2 separate regions of the Mus musculus genome follow, and region 1 is linked to region 2. Evidence: chromatin contacts called from public HiChIP or PLAC-seq data. All regions are on one chromosome and are shown on one strand. Each heading gives the region's core, a stretch centred on a gene start, on an enhancer-like site or on the middle of the called end of the contact. The rest is flanking DNA. Distances are from core to core; before and after follow the strand shown. Region 1 has its middle 33 kb from the start of Tlr4. Region 2 holds the start of Tlr4 (toll-like receptor 4).

Region 1 (6,645 bases), core at 2,926-5,425, 34 kb after region 2:
AAGTGTCCTTCCTTGTCCTTTTTGATAACTTTTGGTTGAAAGTCGGTTTCACTTGATGTTAGAATGGCTACTCCAGCTTGTTTCTTAGGACCACTTGCTTGGAAATTTTATTCAAAGCTTTTACTCTGAGGTTGTCTGTCTTTGTCACTGGGGTGCATTTCCTGTATCCAGCAACTTGCTGGGTCCTGTTTACATATCCAGCCTGTTAGTCTATGTCTTTTTATTGGAGATTTTAGTCTATTGATGTTAAGAGATATAAAGGAAAAGTGTGGGTACTTTGATCCTTCTTAGAAAGAGAACAAAATACTCACAGGAGCAAATATGGAGATAAAGGGTTTAGCAGAGACTACAGAAAAAGCCACCCAGAGACTTTCCCACTTGCAAATACATCCCATATAAGGTTACCAAACCCAGATACTATTGTGGATGCCAAGAACTACATCCTGAAAGGAGCCTGATATGGCTGTCTCCTGAGAGGCCCTGCCAGAGTCTTACAAATACAGAGGCAGATGTTCTCAGCCAACCATTGAACTGAGCATGGGGCCCCCAATAGAGGAGTTAGAGAAAGGAAAGAAGGAGTTGAAGGGGTTTGTAACCCCATGGGAAGAACAACAATATCAACAATATCAACCAACCAGGGACTAAGCCATCAACAAAGCAGCAGTACACATGATTCCAGCTGCATATGTAGCAGAGGATGGCCTTGTCATGCATCAAAGGGAGGAGAGGTCCTTGGTCCTATGAAGGCTTGATAGATGACCCAGTATAGGGGAATCAAGGGCAGGGAGGTGGGAGTGGGTGGGTAAGTGGGTGGAGGAACACCCTCATAGAAGCAGGGAAAGGGAGGATGTGATAGGGTGTTTCTGGGAGGCAGGGAAACTGGGAAAGGGGATGACATTTTAAGTGTAAATAAAGAAAATATCCAATAAAAATTGAAAAATATGCTTATTAAAAATAATAAAATAATATATCAAAATGAATTAATAAAGAAAGAAAGAAAATCCACTATTCCTTAGAGACAGTATCTAATGGTGTTCTAGGTATAAATAAGAACTCATTGGAAGAGAAATATCCCAAGTTCAGAGAGTTGAAGTGGGATTCTTGCTTTGCTGCGCACTAACTCTGTAACCTAGCTCCTATGACCTAGAAGGCAAATCCAGCTGAAAAAAATATAGATTTAAAAAAAAAAAAAACTTACCAAGTCATCATCATCAGGGTGATTTAGGGAACATTGTCTTTGCTTTTGCAACATAAGAGCATTTGCTTTCATTTCCTCAACTGTTACATGACCTCTGAGCATGCGCTTCTCAAAACTATTGACCACCTCATGTGCTCACTGTATTGTCTGTCATATAGCAGGGGACCCTCAAAATGCCTGCCTGTACCACCAGTAACCATAGGGAAAAATTCATGTGCTTATGTCATGGGTTTGATCTTAGTATGGGTGCTACCTGCCAGGGATGGTCCACTGCTGGTATCTTTGTATAATATAGCTCCATAGTAACGCCAGAATTTATCCACAAGAGTTAGCATTAAATTAACACCGGGGTAAGAATCTGTGGTCATTGTACATACAAATACTGTGATTATTTAGAATTTCTCTGTTCAGAAGGTAGTTCACAACGAAGTGGTACTGAAAAGCCAAAGGTAAAGCAGATGTTAGCAGGACAGCAGTGCCTAACAGAGAGCGAGATCAGGACCTGCTTCTTCCCACCTCCCCTCTGGCAGTATCAATTATATACTCAGGGTCATTGTTTGATAACTGACAGAAGTTTTGTTTTTGTGAATCAATGAGGCATTTTGTTTTTAAGTCCAGCGAAATAAACTGAATTTACACTTTTGTTCTCAGCTGAGTCAAGTGGGTATGCAAGTCATATTACCATATGTGATTGTATGTTAAATGAGGAGTCAGCCAAACAATGTTCACAACCTGAATGTTCCACATAAGCTTCACCTGGGGCACAGCAGAGCTGTAGGTGGCTCAGCTAAAGAATTAAGGCACTCATACCCAACTGAGATACATCCCTTCTGCAAGTAGTAGTCTAGTGAGCTGGTTCCTAATAACATACTTCTTACAAACTATTACACATATCTTCTATGCCATACTAGGAATTTGAAGAATCTAAGAAAGAAATGGGTACCATAGTTGCTGGTGCTGCTGCTTAAATCAATAAAGTAGTATTTAGAACCAAAGTATTGCTATTATTTTCCCTAAAAATGAATTGCAAGAAGTCAACTAAAGGAAATATTTGATGTAATGTTTCTATTCCTGACGAATATCATGACCAAGACGCAAGTTGGGGAGAAAAGGATTTATTCAGCTTACACTTCCATACTGCTGTCCATCACCAAGGAAGTCAGGACTGGAACTCAAGCAGGTCAGGAAGCAGAAGCTGATGCAGAGGCCATGGAGGGATGTTACTTATTGGCTTGCTTCCCCTGGCTTGCTCAGCCTGCTCTCTTATAGAACCCAAGACCACCAGCCCAGAGATGGTACCATCCACAAGAGGCCCTCCCCACTTGATCACTAATTGAGAAAATGATACACTGGATCTCATGGAGGCATTTGCTCAAGGGAGATTCCTTTCTCTGTGATAACTCCAGCTTGTGTCAAGTAGACACACTGCACTGGCTAGTTTTGTGTCAACTTGACACAGCTGGAGTTATCACAGAGAAAGGAGCTTCAGTTGAGGAAATGCCTCCATGAGATACAACTGTAAGGCATTTTCACAATTAGTGATCAAGGGGGAAAGGCCCCTTGTGGGTGGGACCATCTCTGGGCTGGTAGTCTTGGGTTCTATAAGAGAGCAGGCTGAGCAAGTCAGGGAAGCAAGCCAGTAAAGAACATCCCTCCATGGCCTCTGCATCAGCTCCTGCTTTCTGACCTGCTTGAGTTCCAGTCCTGACTTCCTTTGGTGATGAACAGCAGTATGGAATCATAAGCTGAATAAACCCTTTCCTCCCCAACTTGCTTCTTGGTCATATTTGTGCAGGAATAGAAACCCTGACTAAGACACAAACAAAACCAGCCAATACATAAATCATTATCAATTTAGCATCACCATAGACAAAAGTAAAAGTATTTGCAGGGACAAAGGTCTGATTTCTACTCAGTTTTTGTTAACTGTAAATTCAAAGACTAGTGTTGCAGTCAAGAGCAATGTCCCCTAGAAGCCAAAATACATTCAAATGTCTGAAAATTTCAAAATTTGTTCCAATGGTTGTCTGTAACCTGCAATACGCATCTGTAGTTCCAGTGTATTAAATGCACGAGTGTACAACAGGACAAATATGCCTTGTATAGGAAATAATAGTAATTTTAATAAGTTGTATTTATATTATTTTTTCATAAGCAAGTTTGATTGATAGGAAAGAGCAGATCTGCTGTAATTACTGGCACCATGAGGTTAGCATGCATTTAAGTTTCTCCTTTCTGCCAGAAACCTTTACATGTAATATGTCACTCTCATTCGCTGATGATTCTCCTACAGCGAGAACATTTTGTGGTGCATAAAAGGAGATGACACAGATGCATGATCTAAATGTAAATAAATGTCAGCCTTCTCCCCAAGCCCTATGATAGCTATCATTACTTTTATTATATGGAGCAGAAGCAGATACTTGGATCAAATAGATACCACATGTCAGAGTCAACATAAGGCCAGAATTCTTCCCAAGCAGGATCAGGTCTGAGTCATTAGGAGAAGTAGGGTTTTCAAAATGTATTTTCTGCCAAGTACTGCAGTAATAGCTTCATACAGCTGACTGCCTTTCATCCTCTGTCAAACTCCTTAGAAGGAAGGTATTTTCGTTGTCTCACTTGTGGAGAAGGAACATGAAGTTTGCAAATGTGTTCAGCTGGTTTTATGCCACTGTCACAAAATTCTTGAAACAGGGTAAATTATAAAGATTATAGAAATTTATTTCCTTCAGGGTTGAAACTACAAAGTTCATGACTGAGTGAGCTGTCTGGACTGACAAAAAGGTCTCTTCTTTCTGTGCCTTTCCGTGTTGGAAGATGGAAGGAGACCACATGATAAATATTAAGCAAAATATGTGCATCTCATCTTTCTGTGAGATCATTCCTTTAAAAAACTCACCCACTCCCATAAGAAGTCCCATCTCTCACCTAACCCTCCAGATACTTGAGGCCCCAAGGCGTGGGGAGGTGGAGTGGGAACACAGTCTTGAAGATGTGGGAAAAAAATTGGATGAGGGACTGTTGGAGGGTGAATGGGGTGGGGGATAATGACTGAACTGTGAAAAAGATTAAATAATAGTAGTAGTAATAGTAATAAAAATAATAATAGAAGTCTTATCTCTCTATAGTGTTGCACTGCACTTAACTTACCACTATAAAACTTGTAGAAATTGCATTCAATCATGGTTTTGTGTGACATTTTTCTGGGGAGATATGGCTATAGATCTATCCACCCTAGAAAGAGTAGTAAGGACAGGCACAAAAAAATAAACCCATTCAAGTCTAGCTTAGTGAACCAATGAGTTTGTTGAAATTGCTTCCCTGAGCAGAAATGACTCAAAGACAGCTACTTCTCCAAAAGTCTCACTCAAGCACGGAGGTGAGTCATGCAACCTGCATTCTTGGAGCTCCCTGCACAGAACATCAGTATGTGGAATTTAGTAACTGTCTAACATGGTTCTAAATTTTGAAGTATTACAGAGTGACAGTCTTCATGTTGCATCTGTATCTCCCTGATCTGTTCCCTGGTGCCTACCACGTGAAGGTATTTAATGAAGGGTAAAAGAACCAAGGACTTTGAACACCCTGAAAGAATGCGGTAATTACTGTTACATGGGATGCCGCAGCACAGGATCACAGCTAGAATAAGAGCTGGACATATGGATCGATACTGGAGTTCATGTCTAGGATGAATGAGATCCTAGGTTCCGATCTAAGTTCCAGAAAAGAATCTAATAATAAATGAGCAAATGAGTAGCCAGTCATCAGGCTTTCCTTTCAGTTCTAACATTATTAGTATACACCGTTCTAATAAATTGGAGAATTAAACTACTTCCATGCTAAATCATGACATCATTTATTCAAACTATGAATATCTTTACAGGAAATATATTCAAACTTTCAGCTCAGATTAAAAAGTTAATAAACTGAGCCCAAGAAATACACTTTTTTTTTTTCTGAGACTACCAAACGAGATGGGTAAACTGCCACTAAAAGAGGATTTTTTCATAACTTCAATAAAACTCTAAGTGACAAAATCAATCAAAATCAGTAGCCAAGTATTAGAGTATCCAGATCACCTATGCCAGGCTACTGAGGAAGGGTGTGAAGAGTGGAATGTTGCTTTCTAAATGTGGTTTCTCAGTGCTGGGTTCTCACTTATATTCCCTCAAATATCAGACAAAACTTGGTAAAAATTCTTTAGCTAGAACTAACATCTCCTTTATATATAGCATTTGACAGTCTACCAAGAACTTTTGCTTTTTCATTGTGTTTGCTCCAACAAAAGCTTATATCTGCAAGACGGGTCTAAATAAAGTTTCGAAGAAGAATTGGTAACTTTTCTAGTAATACAATATGGCAGCAAATAAGCTTATAGCTTATCTTATAATTACTTTAGTGCAAATTGGGGGTCTTCCTAAATATAAAGGTATTCAATCTACTTCCTCAGCCCCTAATGAAGTCTACATTGATTCAGGCATCTGAGAGAAAGTCATAGGTCCATCACTGCCTCTTTTATGAGTAAAATTTAGAAGTTAATGTGGGAACATAACTAGAATTATGTATCCAGAATTTTAGGAGGAAGTTCTCTTCTTCTCACGGTCAGTTTGACAAACAGTTATAACGGCAAGTGAAATGGCTCTGAGATGTTCTACATGCCCGCTATATATGTCAGTCTTCTTCTGCTTCCTGCTGAGGAATATTTTCACTCTGCCATTTGATCTGTATGATGAGATCCTGAAGTACTATGTAAGTACAAATGCCCAGCAAGGTAGACAGGGCTTAAAGAAGTCCCTTCTTAACCCTCTCTCAACACATACACACACACACACACAAATAGATACACACATATGTATGTGTGTGTGTATATATATATGTGTGTGTGTGTGTTGTATATATAATATAATATAATATGATATGACATAATGTAATATATAATAATATATCTTTAATTATATCTAGTCATGGATGTCTCAAAAAATATTACAGGTATTCACTATATATTCTCTCTATATATACAAATATGTATATGTATATATCTTATATAAACTTATATATGAATGTGTATATGTGTGTGTGTTATTTTGCTAATATTTATCCCACATAAGCCTTTCTTGTCCCGATTTCAATGCCAACTACTCATTTCTTTTTTTCCTTTGTTTTTGTTTTTGTTTGTTTTAATTTCTTCTCTTCTGTTTTATGTTGGTTGGCCCATTGATTCAATTAGTGTTGCTCACAAGTTTATGACTGAGGGGCTGTATGAGTAGGGATCATACATACATTGTTACCAAAGAAAGTATCTCCCAGCTGCTCCACATAGCACTGTTCTATGAAGGCTAGCCAGAAAGGAGAGTAGCCAGTTGAGTTGATATTTTCTAAAACAAGTTCTTACTATCCAATTCTGAGGAGCATCCAAAATCTGTAATGGCAACCGATAGTGTCTT
Region 2 (6,462 bases), core at 2,891-5,390:
CACTCATAGAACCAGCTAACAGAGAAGAACATGAATAAGAACTACGAAAGTTGCAAAGACACAGATTCTAGATTCAGAAGGAAAGCTGATCAAGGAAATGTGTGGTAAAGGAAAAAATATGTATGTCAAAAGGAGAAAAGAACATAAGCAAATAATAACAAGTGGGAACAAATGTAGACAAACTGGCAGAGCCTTCTGTCATGGAGAAGCCACAGGCAGAACACGAGGACATCAGATGGTGTTCAGAAGTCATTCTTTCACTGGTTTCACACATACTACACATACAACTGAAGACCTATCATGATCTAGGCCAGTGGTTCTTAACCTGTGGACTTTGACCCATTTAAGGGTCAAACAATCCATTTACAGGATCACATATCACATATCCTGCATAGGGGATAGTTACATTATCGTTCAACACCATAACAAAATTATAGTTAAGAAGTAGCAACAAAAGGAATTTTATGGGTGAAGGTCACCACAACCTGAGGAACTGTACTAAAGGGTCTTAGCGTTAACCACTGAGAGGCATTGGTGACATGCTAACAAACCCAGCAGTAATACTCCCTTCTTGTTTATTCTACACAAAGGGGAGAATAAATGGTGGAAAAATAAAAGACAAACATACAAAATGATATGATCAATGAAAGAGCATATGGAGAGGGTAAAGGGGAAAATGTACATGAGGCAATCAAGAAAAATCAACCTGAGGAGACATTCACAGAGAAATCTACATAAAATGAAAAAGATAATCCTGAAATCAAAGCTCCACATTAGAGTACTGCAGCTATAAGCCACACATAGCTATGAAATATGAAACACGCATAGGAGAAATCAAAATGTCCAGTAAAACAAAAATGTTGCTGAATGTCTAATTTCCTGTATCAAAAATTGAACATAAGGTATCTTCGTAATTGCTTAACTATGTGGTAGGATTTCCCCCTAATAAACATTACAGGAAACCAATCACTAGATGAGTAGGTGGGACTTCCGAGTCGGGAAGAGGAAGAGGAAGAGGGAGGCAGGAGTAAGGAAGGTCTCTTTGTGGATGGCTGAGAGCATTAGAGGCACATTGCAGATAGTCGGAGGCTGTCAATTCAAGTGGTGGATCCTCCAAGATCTGCCACCTGAGGATTTTGTTTGTTTGTTTTTTGGTTATTTTACTCATTTACATTTCAAATGTTATCCCCCTTCCCAGTTTTCCCTCCACAAGCCCCCTACCCCCTCGCCGTCCCCCACCCCCCTACCTCTATGAGGGTGCTCCCTCACCCTCACACCCACTCCTGCCTTAACAGCCTAGTGTTCCCCTATCCTGGGTCCTCAAGTCTCCACAAGAACAAGAGGCTCCTGAGTCGGAGGATTTTTAACATAGATTAGTTTACAAAAACAGTACAGGGGAATGGCAGAGCCAGGAAGCAGGAGTGGGTAGGTTGGGGAGCAGGGCAGAGGGGAGGGTATAGGGGGCTGTGAGGATAGCATTTGAAATGTAAATTAAGAAAATATCTAATAAAAAAAAATTAGGATGCTAGGTTCTGCACCCAACATTGTGTTACCTGTTGATTGTAGACCAAGTGTGTGTTGTGTTTTCCTTCACATGGCAACTCAACTGGGCTCCAGAGAAAAGTATGGTGGTAGAGTGTGGTGTGCAAGAGTACACCCCAGCCAAAATGAACTAACCAGTACCCCCAGAGCTCGTATCTCTAGCTGCATATGTAGCAGAAGATGGCCTAATCAGCCATCACTGGGAAGAGAGGCCCAAACTTTTTATGCTCCAGTACAGGGAAACGCCAGGGCCAAGAAGTGGGACTGGGTGGATAGGGGAGCAGGGTGGGGGGAGGGTATAGGGAACTTTCAGGGTGGCATTTGAAATGTATATAAAGAAAATATCTAATAAAAAAAAAGTACACCCCAGCCAGCTGCAGGAATTTGGAAATGTGGGGCGTGCTTGGCATCAGCCAGCCATGGTAACTTATGGAGCCTGGTGAAAAGAGCAATTTCAGAGCTCTGGAGACACAGAGCAGGCATGGGTGAGACAGACCCTGGCTAAAGGAAAGAACATGTTCTCCTCGGCCTGTCCATAGGGCTGGAGACAGACCTGAGGCTAGTGCTTAGCCAGTGTTAGTGTGGGATGCTTTTATTATATTTCACGCATCATAACTATATTTAATTGCATAAAAATCATTGAAACTAATTTGATGCATTTATTCTTAATTTTTCAATTTGATCAACAGTGAAGTTTTAAACTATATACAGGGATTCCATAATTTTAGCATGGTGAGCCTTGACCTAGGTGAGGGATGATGGTGTGTGTAGTTAGCTTAGGCAGTGCTAAGGCCCTGTAGGATGAAGCAACCATCATGGTTCCAAAGAGTTATTAAGAGTATAAAGGAGTAGTTTGATAAATCTAAGCCCCTGGACCAATAACAACAAATAAAGAAGAAACTGTGTGTGGGTATAGAAAGGAATATGAACTAGGAAACCAGTCAGGAATCACTCCTGAAGACAAGGCCAAGGGCCCTGAGACCTGGCTTACAGAAGGAACAAGCAAGCTTTGAGAGTTGACAAAGCACACCAGACACCAAGAGCAACGGGATTTTATCTCAGTGTAGCACTGATTGGAAATTCCATCTCTGCCAACATAACTGAGGAATCAGAAAGCAAGATACTGTGATTATAACTTTTTAAAATTAACAGTATTTTTCCCCATGTGAATGTCATGTATCTTAACTCATTGAACCAGTTTTGAGCTTCTGAGCCTACCTCACCCCGAATTCCTTCCTTGTTTGCTCAGTTCTATTGTGAGCTTCTAAGATAATTGCGTGGTCTGTGCAGGAGGAAAACAAGAATGAGTCATGGGTCAGATTACTCACGACTCAGTATTCGACCAAAACGGGAGTTACTGCCTTAGCAGTAACTAATTGATGTTTTAAGTTGCTCTGTCCCTCTCCTTCCCTCACCCCTCCCATTTCTTTATCTCCTAGAATTAGTTGCAGAATACTAAAATCACTTAGAAAAGTCTTTGTGTTTTTGTGTGTTTTGTTGTTTTATTTTTTAATAGAAATTCTTTCATTTAAGACAATTGTTCCCTTTATTCATTTGTGTGTGTGCTCATGCATATACACACCTGCCAAGGCAGACACTTGCAAGTGAGAAGACATCTTAAAGGAGGAGATTCCCTGCCTCTAACTTGTGAGGCTTGAGGCTTGAACTCAGATTTTCATCAGGCTTGGCAGCCACTGACCTTACCTGCTGAGCTACCACTCAAAGCATCTCAAAGATGCTTCGAAAGCAGCAGAAAAGACACAGCTACCTTCACTTGATTTGGAAAGGGAAGGAATGACCGCTAAAAGCTGAGTGGCCAGAGTTCCCACAGAAAGCCCTGAAATTACAGCCTACTTACATTTTTCAGTGATTACAGTCATGCTTTCGTCCCGTGAATACTGGCCTCAGAGACGTTCAGTAAGTTCTTTAACGACTCTCAGGTATGTCACAGAACAATGACTATAAACTAGTTTTACTAATTTCAAGTCCCTAAATCATGACTCAGACGCCTTAAATGAAACAAGACACCCCTGGCTGCCTGTTCCTGCCCTGTGTTAACACTGAGGCTTTTTGTTGCCAAGGCTTCTCAAGTTTTTGGTTAGTTTAACTCCTTCGTGCAAAATAAACTAAGCAGAGCACACACAGGGAGCTCTGAGCTGTGGATAGTTTTGAGAAACAAGGCAGGCTAGCAGGAAAGGGTGTGATCACATGCGATCAAGACACATACCTCTATGCAGGGATTCAAGCTTCCTGGTGTCAGGCAGGAGAAGAACAGTGCCATGATCAGAGTCCTAGCCAGGAGCCAGGGAGGCATCATCCTGGCATTTTCTGCAACCAGTGGAGGCCATGAGAGAACATGACGATCTGTAACTGGTGGCAGCGCAGAGTCCCTGGGACACCTGCCTCTTCCCTCCCAGTGGGTGCCCCTCTGCAAGTACTATATTCAAAGAGGAAGTGAGAGTGCCAACCTTAGCATTCTCACTTTTGGTTTTGTTCTAGAATCGATCTGCCCCGTCGCAGGAGGGAAGTTAGAAGACTGAAGACTAGAACAGGAAGAAGGCGTTTGCTGACCGACTGGAGGAACAGCAAGAGGAAGCTGGCTTTCATCCCAGGAAGTCATCTGACCTCTGGGCTTGGTGAAGGCAGGGAACTGGCGTGGAGCAACATCCTCATTCCTTCTTTATTTTCAACAGAGGATGCTTACTGCTTCAGTTAGACTCCCAAGTCTCCCAGAGCACAGTATTAGGGACTGGATGTTTCAGACTAGAGGAACATATTTTCTCACAATGCTAGAGATTAAAACCCAGGATGAAGATATCATCAGTTGCCGTGTCTTGTGTCATGATGCTTTCTTTTACCTATGTGTGTACGTGTTCATTCGTTCACGGGGGGGATGTATATTTCGTGTGTGTGTGTGTGTGTGTGTGTGTGTGTGTGTGTGTGTGTGTGTGTGTGTGTGTGTGTAAAAGCCAGAGTTCACTATTGAGTGCCTTCTGCAGTTCTCAGTTCTCAATCTTCTTTTATTATTAATTACTATTTATTATTGGAAACAGGATCATAGTGTTTATTATTAAAAGGAGAACGTTCAGGAAAGATAGGAGCAGGCTCGTGAGCTGTGGGAGAAACTCAAGAGGCTCCACCATTGTTTTGGAGCCGAGGTCTCTAACTGAACCTGGTACTGATTCCTTGGCTATACTGACTGATCAGTTAAGTTTTGAGATCTCCCACCTGTAGCTAGCCTTTTCCCAGTGCTGGAATTATAGATATCAGCATTCGGGTTTTTGTTGTTTGTGATGTTGTTTTTTTACGATGTTTGCTTTTTATTTGTTTATTTATTTCATTTTTTTAAATGCTGTTACTGAGGATCTGCAGGTCTTCATGAATTTGAAACATTTTATCAACTGAGATATCTCCCTGGCCCCTGACCTCTTTTTTTAAAATAATCAGTTATATTGTATTAAGGCAGACCCATAAGACATTAGTTTACTTTAATTATCTCATTAAATTCAAGTCATAGGACATGGCACTGGGAGATGAATTTTTAAATTGCAGTCACAGAAACAGGCACAGCCTATGAATTTTAGGGAACAGTACATAATTCTACATGTGACACTGCTAGTGAAGAAGTAGTGAAGGGAATCAGAAGTTGCTGAAGTAAAGGTCAGGTCAGATGACTAAACACCAGATCACCTTGTCCAAATGATTTTATTTCCTGAGCCTCATTTTCAGCCCTGTAAACCTGAGAACAGTTTTTACCTCCCTCCTTCTTTACATATTTACATTATTTGACATATCTAAATACTAATATTTAGAATACATACACTTAGAAGGCTATGTGATTCTGCTTGGATCATCTGTGGACTGCTGGCATGTGGTAGCTTCCCAGGGAAGCTTCTGATAAGAAGATGAAAATACCAGCAACCTCCAACCTCCACTGAGACTTCAGGAGAACTGACCTGCATTATGAAACTTCTATCCCCAAATCCCCCTTTTCACCATATAAAACCCAAGCCCCCTGCAAAATTATGTACAGTCTCCACTTCCATGGAGAGACTGGGTCCCTTCATTGTTCTGATTCAAAGATCCATCTGCCTCTGAAGAGAAAAAAAAAAAAAAAGATGCATGACAGCAGTCAAGCTATACAAGCCAGTTCTCCATTTGCTACTATGAGAATGAAGGTATAGAGTTGGGAAGATAGCTCATCAATTAAGAGTCATTTCTGCTCTTCTGAAAGAAAGGGGTTTGCTTCCCAGCACCCATATGCTATCCCACAACCATCTGTAACTCTAATTCCAGGGAATCTATTTCTCTCCTCTGACTCGCATGGACACTGCATGTGATAGTCATACAAATATGTAGGTAAACACTCATACATGAATGAAAATAAAAAGAAAAATCTTTAAATAAATAGAAGATTATCTATCTTGTGTGGTTGAATTAAATTAATCATAGCACAGATCCTCATTATATCCCATAAAAGACAACTATGGCAATTATAAAAATAAAATGTGGGCAATATAAGGATAATCATACTTCCTCAAAGAGTAGTTGTAAAGCTGTTAGAGCCATGCCTGAGGAAAAGCAAGTTCATATAAGTTTCTGATGAATAGAAGGATAAACATCACTAGTCCAGTCGATACCCCCAAGGTGTGTCATAAGAACCTCAAATGTATTTTAGCTACAACAAAGCTGCAAAAGTCTAGATCACCATCAATCAGGTTAGAATTCTCTCAGCTACTCCTTTCCAGGGGCTCTGTGGAGCTTCTTGGCCACAAGTCTACATACAAGTTCAGTAAGAGACCCTCTTCCTAGGGAATAAAGTACAAAGTCACAGTAAGACACCGAAATCCTCCTATCCTTCACATGCAGATACATAAATCTAAGTACATACATGGGGATATGACAGACACAAACAAGCAA

What was found. HiChIP or PLAC-seq counts read pairs in DNA pulled down with a chosen protein or histone mark.
Region 1: an H3K4me3 HiChIP or PLAC-seq map of bone marrow-derived macrophages shows a contact between it and region 2, with 3 times the contacts expected there. The contact joins the enhancer-like site here to the promoter of Tlr4 in region 2. A contact is called at or near these places in 2 of 39 promoter capture datasets (the C10 cell line and macrophages), 1 of 15 datasets of contacts at CTCF or cohesin (the NIH/3T3 cell line), 4 of 484 Hi-C or Micro-C datasets (ECoMG-derived neutrophils, macrophages, myeloid progenitors and 1 more), 4 of 115 datasets of contacts at active chromatin or transcription factors (bone marrow-derived macrophages, embryonic fibroblasts and embryonic stem cells) and 3 of 9 other capture datasets (adipose tissue, bone marrow-derived macrophages and liver).

Annotation. Positions count from the first base shown.
Region 1 is chr4:66,791,526-66,798,170 of GRCm38.p6, reverse strand. No RefSeq gene overlaps it. Among named protein-coding and RNA genes, the nearest start is that of Tlr4, 33 kb to the left of the region's middle. Within about 2 kb of position 4,175, at least 5 of the 459 cell types and tissues checked have an H3K27ac peak or open chromatin away from gene starts, as enhancers often do. A contact at or near this core is called in bone marrow-derived macrophages, where this site is marked.
Region 2 is chr4:66,825,229-66,831,690 of GRCm38.p6, reverse strand. Tlr4 (toll-like receptor 4) reads right to left here and starts at 4,140. Exons shown (of 3, transcript NM_021297.3): 1 at 3,770-4,140. The coding sequence starts at 3,859.